2 separate regions of the Mus musculus genome follow, and region 2 is linked to region 1. Evidence: chromatin contacts called from public HiChIP or PLAC-seq data. All regions are on one chromosome and are shown on one strand. The core of a region is the stretch at or near the end of the contact, and the rest is flanking DNA. Distances in the headings are between cores, read along the strand shown. Region 1 has its middle 6.6 kb from the start of Jchain. Region 2 has its middle 30 kb from the start of Gm35855.

Region 1 (3,849 bases), core at 1,310-3,809:
GTGTTGTTTTCTACGTTCTAAAAGGCCCTGTCTTCCAGACATTATATTCTGATGAGGAAGACTAGCAGGAAAAAGAAAGCTAAATAAAAACTCACACATTGTGATACACGCTCAAAAAGAAATCCACACAAGAATAATATGACGAGCATGTGAAGCAGGGCTGGGGTCACCTCCATCAGAGAGTATTCTTGGGAAAGGCTTTGAGGAGGCACATCCAGGCAGAAACATGAACAAACAAGATGAAGCTTCATAACAAATGACCGTACAGAGTGATTTCAAATACCACCATTGATGATTTCTGGAGTTGTGTTACACCCATAGGTAGGCCAGGCTAATCAGGTCACTCCAAGTTTGCATCTTAGTCTGAAGTGTCTGTCAACCTAAGCTGTCGATTTGGGAATTCTTGGTTATTTTTGCCCTGGCAGTGTACTGGAGGCCCATGTGCTTGACAGCAGTCTGTCACCAAGCTATATTCCTTGTCCCCAGACTCTTATCTCAACACACTAAGAGATAAGCCACTTTCAAATTCATTCAAACTGTTGGCAGAATTTATCTCTTGCTTTTGTTAAAACCTATTCCCCATTGCCCTGCTGGCTTCAAGTTTTCTGAGATTCTAGAACCTGAGAACATCCCCCCCTTTAACATCAAAATCAGAAACTGGGACCAGGGGCGGACACTGAATGCCCTGGTACCAGAGTTATGAATGGTGCAACCATAACTTGATGTTGTTGGAAATAGAGCCTGGCTTTCCTGCAAGAGCAAGTACTCTTTTTTGTTATTATTATTAGATATTTTCTTTATTTGCATTTCTGTTACCCCATTTCCTAGTTTCCCCTCTGAAAATCCCCTATCCCCTCCCCCCAACCCCTGCTTCCCAGCCTACCTGCTCCCACTCATAGTCTTGGCATTCCCCTATACTGGCACATAGAGCCTTCACAGGACCAAGGGCCTCTCCTCCCATTGATGACCGACTAGGCCACCCTCTGCTACATATACAGCTAGAGTCACAAATTCCAAGAACAAGTACTCTTAACTATTACATCATCTGTCCTGCACAAGGCATGGGCATTGTGAAGGGGTCATTTTTCTGCCTATCACAGGAACAAAATAAAAAAATACTACTGCAATAAAAGAAACATCAAGTGAATGGAATTAGATGGGGAAGACATGTCTGCACAGGTCATGGAACAAGGAAGAAAACCCCCTACATGCAGCAGAGTGAGGAGGAAAATGTAAATGACATTATATGCTTCCTTATAAGAGAAATGTGTAACAATCATTTTCTTTACTATTATTAATATTATTACTGTGTGTGTGTATAATTGTGTGAGTGCAGCCATGTATGCCCAGTGCATATGTGGAGGTTAGAAGACAACATTTGGGGGTCAGTACTGTCCTTCCACTAACCTGGAGGTTAGGCTTCTGCCATAAGTTTCTCTACACATTAAGCCATCTCACTAGTCCAAGAGAAATTTTTTTCCTATTTAAATTTTACATGTTTTTCTTGGCACAGTGGCTCATGCCTATAATCCTAACACTTTGTGAGATAGAGGTACAAAGATACCAAGTTTGAGGTCATTTTTCAGCTACATAGTAACTAAGGTCACATGATATTCTGTCTCAAAAAAAGAAAATCACAAAACAAAAAGAAATACATAAAAAATATAATCTATTTTGGATTTTTGTTTGTTTCCTCCTTTGTTGGCACAGGGTTTCATGTAACCCAGGATAGCCTCAAACATGCAATGGAGATGAGGCTAGCCCTGAACTCCTGATTTCCTTGCCTCCAACTCTGAATTACTGGAATCATGGTGTATGGTGCACACACTAGACTCTAATTTGAATTTTAGAATCAGTCTCAGTGATTCTAAAGACAAAAGTGGAAGGAACCAGGGACTAACTTTCAGTTCATTTTACCTCCCAACGTCCCAAAAATCTTATAAACTCATTTTTTCCACATCTGTATGGAGAAATCTCTTCTAATTAGCATTTTAGCCCTAAATATTTTGGCTTTTGCATACAGAAATTTCATTATTGGTATTTAGCCAATCACAGTACTTGTCAAATTTCTATTTGGGTATCAGACAGCAAAATCTTAAATCTAAAAAGAACTCAAAACATAGGGAGAAACCTTATTACAAAATGTTTCTAAAAATCAAAAATTTAAGACAAGAAAAAAGCTAAACTTCATTTTTTTTTCAAAATACCTTTCCACACAGACTCTTAGGGCAGGCTTGTGGTTAAAATGTTTATAAGGAGAATTGCACCTGGGCTGTGGTCTGTTTTTAAATAAACTTGCACCTGCAGTGGCTTTTCATAGAATTGCTATTGGGATCTGCCTGTTGGCTGACTGGCAGAACCCAAAGCTAACCATTACCCACAGGTCCTAATCGACAAGTGGTCTACTTCCAAACTTCATTGGGAAAAAAAAAATAAGCTTAGAGTTCATGGTCATTTTTCTGTTGACATGGTAACAAACATGGTCCCAAGAGAATCCTTCAAACCCCGTTTTTGGTCCGTCAGCCCCAGTACTCTGGTCTAGCTGTGCTTTAAGGAAATGTATCATCTATTTGGGGAGGAGGCTGCTGCTACAGGCAAATATGGAGTCTTTCCTTTCCTGTGATATACTATTTGCTGTTTCCTGTTTTACAATTCTTTTATTCTGTCATTTCCTTACCAAAAATTTAACCGTTTACCACACAATCCTTATCAAAAATCATAAAGTATTTTAATTTAATCTTAGCAAGTCACAACTTAATTCAAGTCACCCTTTACTATTAAAATAGATTGCAATAAACTCCACTTGTGTCCCCACATTACCTTATATAAATTAACACATTCCTTCACCTTTTTAAAGTCATTTTCTTCATATGTATATAATTTCTCTCTTACACTAAATGAATGCTTCCTTGAAGCACAGTGGGGTTTTTAAAGAGCAGTTTCAAATGGCACTTAAAAAAAGAATATGAAGAGAAACCAAATGGGCACCACAGGGCTGGGGATATAGTTCAATGAGTGTGCACCACCAACACACACATAAGCACATACACACATAAGCACACATTTGTGTATATGCACACATTCCACACACACATGCACATATACACCACACACACATGCATACACATGTACACACACACACATATGAGCCCATACAAGCACATGCATATACATATACAGTAGATTTGTTAGATTAAAGAGCAAGACTCATTTCTATAATTCTGGTGCTCAGAAGACTGAAGCAGGAACATCGACAGGAGTTTGAACACAGCCTGGGCTACATAGTAAATCCCAGGCTAGTATCAGTTAGTGTGAGACCTAGAACAGCAGTTCTCAACCTGTAGGTCATGTCCAGTAGTCACATATAGATATCCTGCATAAAAGATATTTACATTACAATTCATAACAGTAGCAAAATTCCACTTATGAAGTAGCAATAAGAATAATTTTATGGTTGAGGGTCACCACAACATGAGGAACTAAAGGTTGCAGCATTAGGCTATATTAAAGAACCACTGCTCTACAGAGAGTAAAAAAGTGAGAGAGGAGCCAGGCGTGGTGGCACACGCCTTTAATCCCAGCCCTCGGGAGGCAGAGGCAGGTGGATTTCTGAGTTCGAGGCCAGCCTGGTCTACAAAGTGAGTTCCTGGACAGCCAGGGCTATACAGAGAAACCCTGTCTCGAAAAACCAAATAAAAAAGAAGAAAGAAAGAAAGGAAGAAAGAAAGAAAGAAAGGAAGGAAGGAAGGAAGGAAGGAAGGAAGGAAGGAAGGAAGGAAGGAAGGAAAGAAAGAAGGAAGGAAAGAAGGGAGGGAGGGAGGGAGGGAGGGAGGGAGGGAGGGAAAGAAA
Region 2 (3,760 bases), core at 477-2,976, 720 kb after region 1:
TCTTAGTTTTGACATCCGTGCCAGGTTATGTAAGGTCTCAGCTGAAGGAGAAATGGGAACCCTCACTTTTACCTTTGTAGTTTCTCCTGTGAATCTAAAACTTTAAAGCTTATTGGGAAAGTCCCTATGGTAAAGCTCTAATGCAGGACTATATTTTTCCATGTTTGGGGGCAAGTTTATAATCACATATGCTTCTTTCAAGACTTGCACGTGTGGGACTGACTCCAGAAACCACCCTGGCTTCTCTAGACATAGGATTCCCATAGTGCCTTGAACTTCCTTTGTTATTAGAACCCTTATTACAGTGCATCGCCAATGGATTGGCCAATCTCCAGGGTCAAGCCATGCTTTAGTCTTTATTTTATGCTCAGTTACTAGCAAAAATCTCTCCTAAAGGGACCTCTGCAGTCAATGAACACATGTGTTTGAGCTGTTTTAGTTATGACCACGGCACAACCACTGTAGTGGAGATTCATTCCTAAGAACATTTGTTGAGCATCCTTTATGTTTGGGTCGTAAGTAGAATCCAGGACTGATGCTTCCCATGATGGGCAACTGTAGCCTCCGAAACAGCTAAACTGCAATGAAAACAGAGGTTCCATTAGCCTTGTCCTAGTCATGTTTTCTCAAAAATAATCTATGGTCTTTGAGAACACCCTCTCCTATTTACAAGGGAAATTATACCTTATGAAGATAGCCACTACTCAGATGGTGGTGACAGGGCTCCAGGGGCATGGGGTGTTTGACCTTGGTAGCCTTTTATTGCTGTGTTTTGATTCTATCTTTGCTGGTTTCTTTTTTTCATTAAATGATTGGGAAAATTACCATGACTTTATTCCCATAGGCTGAAAATTAGCCTGCTATGCTGGAGCCCAAATCAGATTCTGATGACTAAGAATTAATCTATTTTCGTGGAAGCATGCGTAACGGAAATCTGTACGGCTCTTCTCTGCCATAGGAGAGCTGTCGTTGCTGTCACTAGTGACTGATATGCAGTGGCCAAATGTGGAGATCACTCAGGCCTGGGTCCCTTTGTTCTCTAACCAATATTGATCAAATTTTGTTGTTCCAGAGTACATCTGTTCACTGCCTTGCTTTTGCAAGCTAAGGAAATCTCCATTTTGAAAGTTAAAAGGTGTGTTTCAAGAGGTCTTCACATCCCACTGATATGACTACACAGAGCTGGAATTTCTCTGTCCTGACTTGGTATTTCTGGACTACTGCAATCTCAATACATGACAAGAGTTTATTGTGACGTTTTAATGTAATGGTTAAGAATCTTTTGAATTAGTTTACAATTTTATATATCATAGAAAAAGGTGGCAAAGGGTAAGACATACAACGAGCTATAAGTCTAAAGAAGCTGCATACACATTTTAAAACAGTTATTCAGGGGAGGCAGCAAGATACCTCAGCATGTAAGGGCATTTGCTGCCAGGCTGATGACCTGGGTTTGATCCCCACAACCCGTGTGGTGGAAGATGAGAACCAACTCCTTCAGCTGCCCTTCCCTCCACATGCATGTGCACACAAAAAATAGATAAACATGCATGTCCGGTGCTTGTCTATCGGGCACTTACATGCATTGTGCTATGTGCTTAGCAGAACTTAGACATAAAGGAGCTGCTCTCCCTGACTTCTGGGAAAGTGCAGCCTCAAGAGAGACGAAAGGAAGGAAGATGGCCAGGGTGCCTTTGCAGCTGGGTGCCTTTGCAACTGCCCTTGTTACTGTACTTAGCTTTGAGGACAGCCCTTTCCTGCTGCAGCAAGAGGCCCACCTGCTTTTCAGCACAGCTCAAGGATGAGCAGATGTCAGGGAGTTGACCATGGTGGGAGCAGCATGTTGTAAACTGTAAAATATCCTTAGCCAGGTTTTGACACCCTCTAGACGGGAATGGGCTTTTGTTAGACAGGCTTTGTCACTTGGTGAGGTCATCACCACCTCGTGTGGGATAATTTGACTTAGGCCACACACACACACACACACACACACACACACACACACACACACACACACACACTTTTAATAAACATAAAATGTTTCTCTATAGCCTCTTCACTCACCGCTAGTGTTACCTACTCCTTCTCTGCCCTTCTCCCTCCAGATTACCCTCTCTACCTCCTACCCACTTAAAGTCTCCCTGCTCTGCTTTTCACAGCTGCCCTTTCAAAGAGGGAGCCTCTTGTCTAGAGCTCTTTTTCCCCCATTCACCACTGTCTTCCCCTTTTGCTCTCCTGCTTCTGTTTTTCTCTGGGTTATAAACTCACACATTCAGAGCTAGGGTCCAGGAATACGAGATATCACATGACGTTTGTCTTTCTGGGTCTGAGTTACCTCACTCAGCATAATATTTCCCATTTGCCTGTAAATGTCATGACTTCAGTTCTCTTTACTGATAAAGAGAGTTCCATTGAGCATCTCCACCTTCTCATTATCTAGTCACCAGTTGAAGGTTGATCTGTATCATGGTCGATGGTCCCAGGTGTGTTAGCTGAGTATTTAATGATTAATTAGTGCACTGTCCCCTCAGTCTGGGCCTCACTGGGAAGGTTTAAGCTCCTACCTCTAGCCCTATAGCATGTCTGTCCATACATGCTTGTCTCATTATTGTTTGGGGGATAAGGGAAATTGTGGTCTTAGATTGTAATTGTAGCAAACATGTTCTAGCATGAAGTAAATTTTGGTTTACGTTATGTTACATCATTACTTCTGCCCATTACGTCTACTAGACATTGCCTTAGGATGCATTTCTTTCAGTAATTTAGGAATATGCTCTTAGCTTTTTGCTATAGGTTGTATAATGCTCGTGCGTTCACTGAAAATGACATGGCACACTAACCACTAGTTAGGCCAGTAGATTTTACAGCAGCATTGTCTAAGAAATTATCCCAAACCACATAGCCCTGGAAAGACTTGGTTCAAGAACGGATAATCTATACTGAAGAGAGAAGTCCCTACCCATATTGTTGACTTGCGTTTCTTCACCACCACAGTCAACAAACTGTGAATACTGGCATAACCTCAGTAGCAAGAGTCCTGCTTATCTATCTCCCTACTCCACACAAGTGGTGACTCCTCAGTTGAGTATAGTTTGGTCCATCTTTACAATGTATTTCTACCATGGAATCTAACGTTGTACGGCTTTTACTTGAATCTACAGTTCATGATTCTAGCCACCTGGGGGACAGAAATTAGTGTAAGGAAACAGATTTATCCCAGGCCAGCGCTGAGGAAAACAGTTCTGCCTCTCTTCGGACATCAGGGACATAAATGGTGTTTACAGGACACAGATGTATGGCAGCGAGGCAATGAGCAGAGAATCTTGATGTTGGGTAAGGTCTCTCTCTCTGGAATGCATTTTCCTCTCTTTGAAAATCTTTCTGGACCTAGGACATTGGCCTCTGGGACCACCATCTGCAGTTTCTTTCTGGAAATGCAGTGTTTTTCTGTGTCAATCAATGCCCACGAAGAGAAAGAGAATGCAAGGATGAATAAATACAAGATTGGAGAAGCCAAATGTAACAGAATTTCTGTTATATGCCTACAGCTATTATGATAAAACTAAAGGCTGACTCCAAAACAATCAAAATCCACTAATCTCATTAGATGGAATCCTTAATAATGTAGGTGCCTAAGTTTTCTTTCCTTCTGATTCTGAAATCTGTGTAATATTGGCAGGAGTGTGTGTGTGTGTGTGCGCGCGCGCGTGTGCGCGAGAAAGAGAGAGAGAGAGAGAGAGAGAGAGAGAGAGAGAGCGCA

The links. HiChIP or PLAC-seq counts read pairs in DNA pulled down with a chosen protein or histone mark.
Region 2: a contact with region 1 is called in an H3K27ac HiChIP or PLAC-seq map of large pre-B cells, with 2.9 times the contacts expected there. The contact joins two enhancer-like sites.

The regions. Positions count from the first base shown.
Region 1 is chr5:88,532,567-88,536,415 of GRCm38.p6, forward strand. No RefSeq gene overlaps it. Among named protein-coding and RNA genes, the nearest start is that of Jchain, 6.6 kb to the left of the region's middle. Within about 2 kb of position 2,560, at least 24 of the 459 cell types and tissues checked have an H3K27ac peak or open chromatin away from gene starts, as enhancers often do.
Region 2 is chr5:89,253,680-89,257,439 of GRCm38.p6, forward strand. No RefSeq gene overlaps it. Among named protein-coding and RNA genes, the nearest start is that of Gm35855, 30 kb to the left of the region's middle. Within about 2 kb of position 1,727, at least 10 of the 459 cell types and tissues checked have an H3K27ac peak or open chromatin away from gene starts, as enhancers often do.